Linked DNA regions of Sus scrofa: region 1 is linked to region 2. A link is a contact called in public promoter capture Hi-C data. All regions are on one chromosome and are shown on one strand. Each heading gives the region's core, a stretch centred on a gene start, on an enhancer-like site or on the middle of the called end of the contact. The rest is flanking DNA. Distances are from core to core; before and after follow the strand shown.

Region 1 (3,396 bases), core at 288-2,787, 1.1 Mb before region 2:
TCTAATAAAGAAAACAAAAAATAGTGTTGAACGTTAACAGCTTGCTAATTTTAGCCTTGAAAAAGTCCTTCATTTACCTAGTTACAAAAAAACCACAGCAGGTTAAAGCTGACAGAAATAGTTAGACATCATCTCTAGGACACTTTCCTCACTTTGCAGAAGATAAAACAGGACCAGAGAGGTCCAAGGAGTTGGCCAAGGTCACAAAGACAGGCACAGGGAGGAATGGGAACTAAAATCCAGATCTCTCTTCTCTGTTCCACAAGTGCTCAATTAGAAAAAAACAAACGGAACAAACAAAACCCCACCTCTGGCTCAAAATAACACATGCTCATGTAGCCAGAAGCCAGGAACAACCTGGTGCATCTCCTGCTGGTTTCTGCAGTAAGGCATTTATGAACCCATGAGATGTACCTGTCCCTGTGACACGTGTGCACATCAACTGTGTCGAAAAGGCTCTCCTTCTAAATAAATGAATAAAAACATGGATGCTAATTGAAGATTAGCATCATCTCCCATCATTGCTAATACGCTTTTTAGTTATTTGCAATTCCCTTTTGTAAATCTGAGAGAAACATCATTGCCCAAATTAGCTCTTTTCGCTCAATAAAGGCCATATTAGCATTCTGAGGTTTGTGTTTGCTTGCTGCTTATTTAGAGAGAGGTCAAATGAGAAGTTGGGCTGCCTGCACCTGATTTCCATTTCACTGAAAAGGGGGAAGGAGTTGGTCCTCCAGATTCCCCAAAGGCCAGGCCAGGTGCTCCCTGGCTGGGGCTGAGTCAGGTTCACAGTGAAGAGCCAGCGCTCAGCCTAGACCACCCCTGAAGGACTAGCCCAGATGGGTGAAACTGACTCAGGTGGCCCCAAGGTCTTCCTCTGACAGGTACTATCTGTCCTGTCCTCTGAGGGCTGCATCCCCACCATCAAGCCACAGCTCGACTGTCCCCTCCCTCCTGTCCACCCACTGAAGTGGCAGGCCTTCATTCCCCAGCCACGGCTCTGTCCCAAATGTTCCTTCCAAGCTGTCTCAAGACCGAGAATGCTCTCCCCTTGCTGGAACAGAAGCAGCTCCATGACCACAGCAACCCTAATCACTCGATCACCCCTGCAACCTCAGCGCTCACGTCATAGGACCTTGATATTTGGTGAAAAAATGAAAGCAGGAAGTAAAGTCTGAACTGTTAAGGTCTTGGGAATATTGTTTAAGAAAAAGGCAGGCTACACTCTTGGCCCCCATCTTTTCTCTCTTGAATCCCACCGTGAAAGCAGACTTGCACCCATATCACGACTTCTTTCACCACTGGCAGGATCATTTTAGCCTTAATAATTTAACCAACTAGAGCCTCAGTTTTCTAACCTTCAAACTGGGGGGCGCGGAGGGGGTTGGGGGAGGAAACCGATTAGGTTAAGTGCCTGCCCCGGGACTAGATTAAAGAGTGGTGACATTTCCCAAAGCGCCACGACTCCCAAGTCACTCTAAGCAAAGCCAGGAACCCAGAGTGGACACCCTCCCTCTTCCCCTTGGCCTCCAGCGCGGGGTGGGTCAATAGGCAACCCCCCACCGAGGAAGCAGCGGGACACCGGCGCCCGGAGCCGCAGCCCTAGGCCGCCCCGCCCAGCCTCTTCCGGTTCGCGGTCGGTGGCTCCAGACCTCGCGGTGGTTATGGGTCCTAGCCTGACCATCGGTTCGCAAACGTTTCGGGGGCACGGACTCCACTTCTGTGGGGCCCTCATTGGCACCACGGTCCCAGGCCCTCAAAAACCACTCGCGCAGTGCACACGCTTCTCCGCGTAGTTCCGGGTACAATACGCCGCCGCATCCCCCTCCGCCACGCGCCAGGAGGACTCCAGGGACAACCGCTGGGCTCGCAGACCCGCAATAGTGAGAGAAGCGCTAGGGGAACGAGCACCACGTGACCGAGCGTGACAGTAAGGCGCGCGGAGGTCGGGCGGGCAGAGGGCCAATTTCCCATGGTCCCTTCATTTGCATATAATATGTAAGAAGGTTAAAGAGACAATTCTACTTAACTCTCCCAAAATCACAAAGATATGATGACAGTATGTGTGACATAGAAGGTCATAAATCCTCGAATACTTTTAAATTGAAAAAAATTACTCTTCTATAGTCACCATAATCAAAAAAGTTTTTATGTTCTTGGCTTTATATACCCTCTGAGAAGACCCAGCCGTCGTGCTCGCTTCGGCAGCACATATACTAAAATTGGAACGATACAGAGAAGATTAGCATGGCCCCTGCGCAAGGATGACACGCAAATTCGTGAAGCGTTCCATATTTTTGTCCTAGGGTTTACCTGGTTGTAGAGTTTGTACCTCGATGTAATCTTTTCACATACAGGTATTACTTTTTGACACAAAGGAAACTATAGTCACCGGACATGGAGTAAAAGTGTGGGCAGTCAGATTCATCAGTTTGTCGTGCTATTTACATCTAGCCCTTGGGCCCCAGTCTTCAGTCTCTCAAATCTTGCCTCTGCTTCCCTTTGCACTATCCTGGGTTCTACTCTACCTTACACTTAAGGAAAAGGTCTCACTAAAGTTGATCCGTTTCACGTCCAAAACAAAACAGAATCTTACTGCTACCATAAGCATAAGTTATACTATACCAGGGACTTGGAGCAATGCTGACCCCTCATGCTGCCTCTGAATTTAAAATAATAATACCTGCACACTCCTTACTGAGCATCAACCATGTGCCAGGGCCTTCACGGATTTCTCTTTTTAATAATCCTGACAGCCCTGCCTTGTGGGTGTTACTGACACCAGGTCACAGGAGTAGAGCCACCTGGGCATGATCATGTAATTAGTAAACAGCCAAAGCAAGGCCTGAAAAGACCTTTAGAGGCAAAGACCCTGAGAAGACAGGGATCCTGTCCCCAGGTAATTCAGTTGCAAAAAAGCACAGTCCTGATGGGTAAGATGGGGGGCGGGGGAGGGGGGCAAAGGAAGTTCAGATTTCCTGTGATGTTTGTCAGTGATTTTTGAGATAGCAATTTCTTTCCAATAGAAAAATATTGGTGCATGTGCTTTGCTGGTGCCTGAGCATGCAGGTAGTCCAAGTCTCTACACCCTCTGGGAGCCCAGTCGGTTGCCTCGCCAACCCACTCCCAGGCTCTGTGGTCACCTCAGTCAAGGCAGATGCAGGATCACAGAGCCCCAGAGCCTCCCCAGGGCAGCAGTGTGTCCCCTTCCTGTGGGTGCTCAGAGCTGTGGAACAGTGTTCCATCAGGATCTATTTCTGATGTCTTCAGTAGAGGTGAAATGATCCTTTCCAGGTAACAGCCAAGAACAGGGATCTATGACACCTCTTTGATTTTTTCCTTTCTTTCCCCAGAGATGCCTGGTTCCTTAGAAGCCACTTGAGCAATTGAGTGAGT
Region 2 (3,217 bases), core at 556-3,055:
GGCCGGGCGCGGCGCGCTCACCTGGCCCGCAGAGCCGGCTGAAGTGGTAGGGGTTGCAGCACACGGTGGGGCCGTCGGCTGCGGCGGCGAAGCTGTGGCAGCCGCACAGGGGCTTGAGCTCCACGGCGTGCTGCAGGTCGGGCCAGCGGAAGAGGCGGCCGAGCAGCAGCTGCGGCGGCGCGGGCTGGCCGCCCAGGCGGAGGTCTGCGCGCGGCACCAGCACGCAGCCGCCCGGCACGCCGCCGCGGGACTCCACCGCCTCCAGCAGCGTGTCCAGCGAGCGCTCCTTGAGCCGCTTCAGCAGCGAGTACGTGACCGTCTTGAGTTCCTGCTCGAGAAGCAGCAGCCGCGAGCGGGCTTCACGACTCCGCCCGCTGCCCGCCGCCTCCAGGGCCGCCCCGGCCAGGGGGTCGCCGGCGTCCCGGGGCGCGCCAGCAGCGTCCCGCTCCGTGAAGAGGCAGCAGGTCACCGTCTCGCAGTCACTTTCAGGCAGCCAGCCCCGGCCTCCTGGTTCCGAAACGTCCAGCGGGGAGCCCCCAGCTCCGGCCCCCGGCTCCGACATGGGCCTCGGGGGGCCCCCTGCGCGCCGGCGCCTCCCCGCGCCCTGGGCGCCTCGCTGTCCCACCGCGTCCCGGGGCCGCCGCAGGGCTACCGGGCGGACTTCGGGGCGGCTGCAGCCTCCGCCTTCTCGTGGCCTCGGGGCCGGCTCAGCTCTGCTGCCCTCGCTCCCATCCTCGTCGCCGCCGCCGCCGCTGCCGCCGCCTTCCTCCCGGTCGGGGACCACACGACTTCGCCAAAGTCGCCGCACCAGCCCCGAGCGTTTGGACCTGAACATACGATATCCTTTGGCGCCAGGGGTGGGGGGGAGGCGGTCTCCGGTTACCGGGGTTCAGTTCCCTCAGCGAGGCGCCGGCTGCGCGAGCCGCAGCCCCACATGAAGCTCTGCCGCCGGGCGCCGTGCAGACCGCGCACAGCCTGTCGTCGAAGGGGCGCCGCAGGGCTGCAACATGAGGGAGCTCGCCGGGGCGGGACGGCGGGGAACGCGCGCACGCCGAGCCGCAGTCCGCGCCTGACCCGCGGCTACATGGACCCCGGCGGCGGGGCGGCTCAGCAACTCCAGCCCCGGCGCTTTACAGGGACTGCAGGCGGCGCACCGCCAGAAGGACCCCGCATGGGCCGGCAAGCCTTCAAAAGTTGCGCGGCTGGTCCATGAGCACAAAGCGCTCGCGCCGAACCCCCCAAATGTGTCTGGGAAGCCCTGCTTTTAAAACCCAAGAGCTTCACTACATGGGCTTTTCCTGCAGGATCCGAAAGGCAGGCTTGTTGATACCCTCGGCTTCCTTCTTACTCCCTGCAAAAGGGGGGGGGGAGGGAAAGAAAGAAAAAGAAACCCCAAACAAAACCAAAATCCCTGGAATTGCATGCACGAAAGGCCAACTCCGTCTCAGGTCCCGGGCGCTAGATGCACTTGGAGCGAATTTCTCCTGAACGCGGGTGTCAACACATGAGTGGAAACTGTAAAAATCCCAAAGAGCTGCTGGGAATCCTTAATTAAAAATGCAATCCACCGAGGAAGAGGTCGCAGCCCGCCCCACGCTGCGCTGGGACGCCCGGGACGTTGCGGCTGCAGAGGTCGCCCCCCTCCCCCCTCCACAAAAAGTGCCTCCCGGTGGCCCCGCGGTCCCAGCGAGGTCTGGCGAGGCAGCGCCCGGCGGCTCTTTCTCTCGGCTCGGCTCCCTCGCTCGCTCCCCAGATCGGCTCTCTCTCTTTTTTGTTCTCCTCAAACGCACACTGAGGGCCCCCGGAGGAGCGCCGCGGAGTCATTGGCTGCCTCCCATCATATGCCAGTCTAGACACTTTGGCGGCTCCGCGGCGCTGATTGTTGCGCAAACAAGGTTTCAAGTTTCTTAACTCTTAAAGGAGAACACGTCCCTTTGCAGGGCCGGAGGCTCTGAGGGGCCGGCTCCCAGGGCGGGCCGAGCCCTGGCCCCCGCCCCGAGCTCGCCCCCGCGCCCCCCTCCGGCCCCGGTCCTGACAGCGCCCACGGCCAGCTCTCTGGCTCGCGTGCGCCTCGGGCACGCATGCGAGCGAACAACACACACACACATACACACGGTTACACAAACCACTGCGGGCGGTGCGAGGGCTCGGCGAACCCACAGAGACTTGGATGCAAACGGGGCGCTTTGCCTTTCCTCGGCTTGTGCACAAACTTATACATTGCACTTTAGAGTTGTTACATACCCCCAGCCCAGAGAAGGCTTATAAAAATGGGTGTGCGTGTGTGCGTTCGTGGCTTGCATCTCTTGGGGTGCAAAGGGGGCTGCTGATTTGTGCAATAGCGGGATCTTCCGTGAGAGGACGCGGTTTACACACCCCCTGCGCAGTCAGGGGTTTTCCGCTGGGCCGACCGCGGAGCGTGGGACGCCTCCCGCATGGGGGCTCCAGGCTTGCAGGAACAGGGAGTTAGAGAGGGTGGGGTAGAGGCAGGAGATGTCTTCTCTCGGCTCTTCTTAGTCGCCAAGTCTCTTCCTCAGAGCTAGGCGGGCCTCCAGTGTCCCGGGCCCCCTCGAGGCTGAGTGATTCTTCCACCCCTTTCCCTTCCCCAGTTTATTCTCTGCACAGCGAAGAGGAATATAGGTAGTAGGGCTCGTGATTTCCCCAACAACGTTTCACCATGGGAATGGGGGTGGGTTGGGGGAACCGCTTCCCCCCCCCCCCCCCGATCCAGGATGAGCCGGTGGGGGCGCAGCAGCAGGCCTCCCGGCGCGGGAAGGGTTAAGGCCGCTCTTGCCCCTGGAGCCGGCGCGGCGGGGTACCTCCTCGGGCGCGCTAGCTCGTCCGAGGGTGGCAAAAGTTCAAGCTTGTAAAGTCGGGATTGGCCCCGAGCGGAGGGAAAAAAGACCTGGTTCCCCCTCCCCCCTCGGGCGCGGCGCCGATTGGCCGGGCCACGGGGCGGGCACCGCCCTCTCCCTGGCGCAAGTCGGCCCCGCCCCGGGCCTGGCGCCCCGCCCCTTTCCGGGCAAGAGCCCGGCCCTGCTCTGAATGAAAGAAATTCCGCTACTCTCATTGGCCCGGGGCTGGGCGCCATTCCCCAGCGAGGGCAGAGGGGGCGCCTGCGCGCGCGCCTCCCTCGGGGGTTCCCACGTGTGGGGCTGGCCTTGTGAGCGTGCGGTGGTGTGAGTCCCCGAGTGGGCCCGAGTTGTGTGTGCCCTGG

Evidence for each region. Promoter capture Hi-C pulls out the DNA fragments that hold promoters and counts their contacts.
Region 1: a promoter capture Hi-C map of liver shows a contact between it and region 2, with 6 times the contacts expected there. The contact joins two enhancer-like sites. A contact is called at or near these places in 1 of 5 promoter capture datasets (liver) and 1 of 47 Hi-C or Micro-C datasets (heart right ventricle).

The regions. Positions count from the first base shown.
Region 1 is chr1:165,765,887-165,769,282 of Sscrofa11.1, reverse strand. It overlaps SKOR1 (SKI family transcriptional corepressor 1), which reads right to left. Exons shown (of 9, transcript XM_021100496.1): 9 at 3,056-3,396. Among named protein-coding and RNA genes, the nearest start is that of SKOR1, 14 kb to the right of the region's middle. Within about 2 kb of position 1,537, at least 81 of the 83 cell types and tissues checked have an H3K27ac peak or open chromatin away from gene starts, as enhancers often do. A contact at or near this core is called in liver, where this site is marked.
Region 2 is chr1:164,654,704-164,657,920 of Sscrofa11.1, reverse strand. SMAD6 (mothers against decapentaplegic homolog 6) reads right to left here. Exons shown (of 4, transcript XM_003480446.4): 1 at 22-3,217. The coding sequence starts at 835. Among named protein-coding and RNA genes, the nearest start is that of SMAD6, 3.7 kb to the right of the region's middle. Within about 2 kb of position 1,805, at least 61 of the 83 cell types and tissues checked have an H3K27ac peak or open chromatin away from gene starts, as enhancers often do. A contact at or near this core is called in liver, where this site is marked.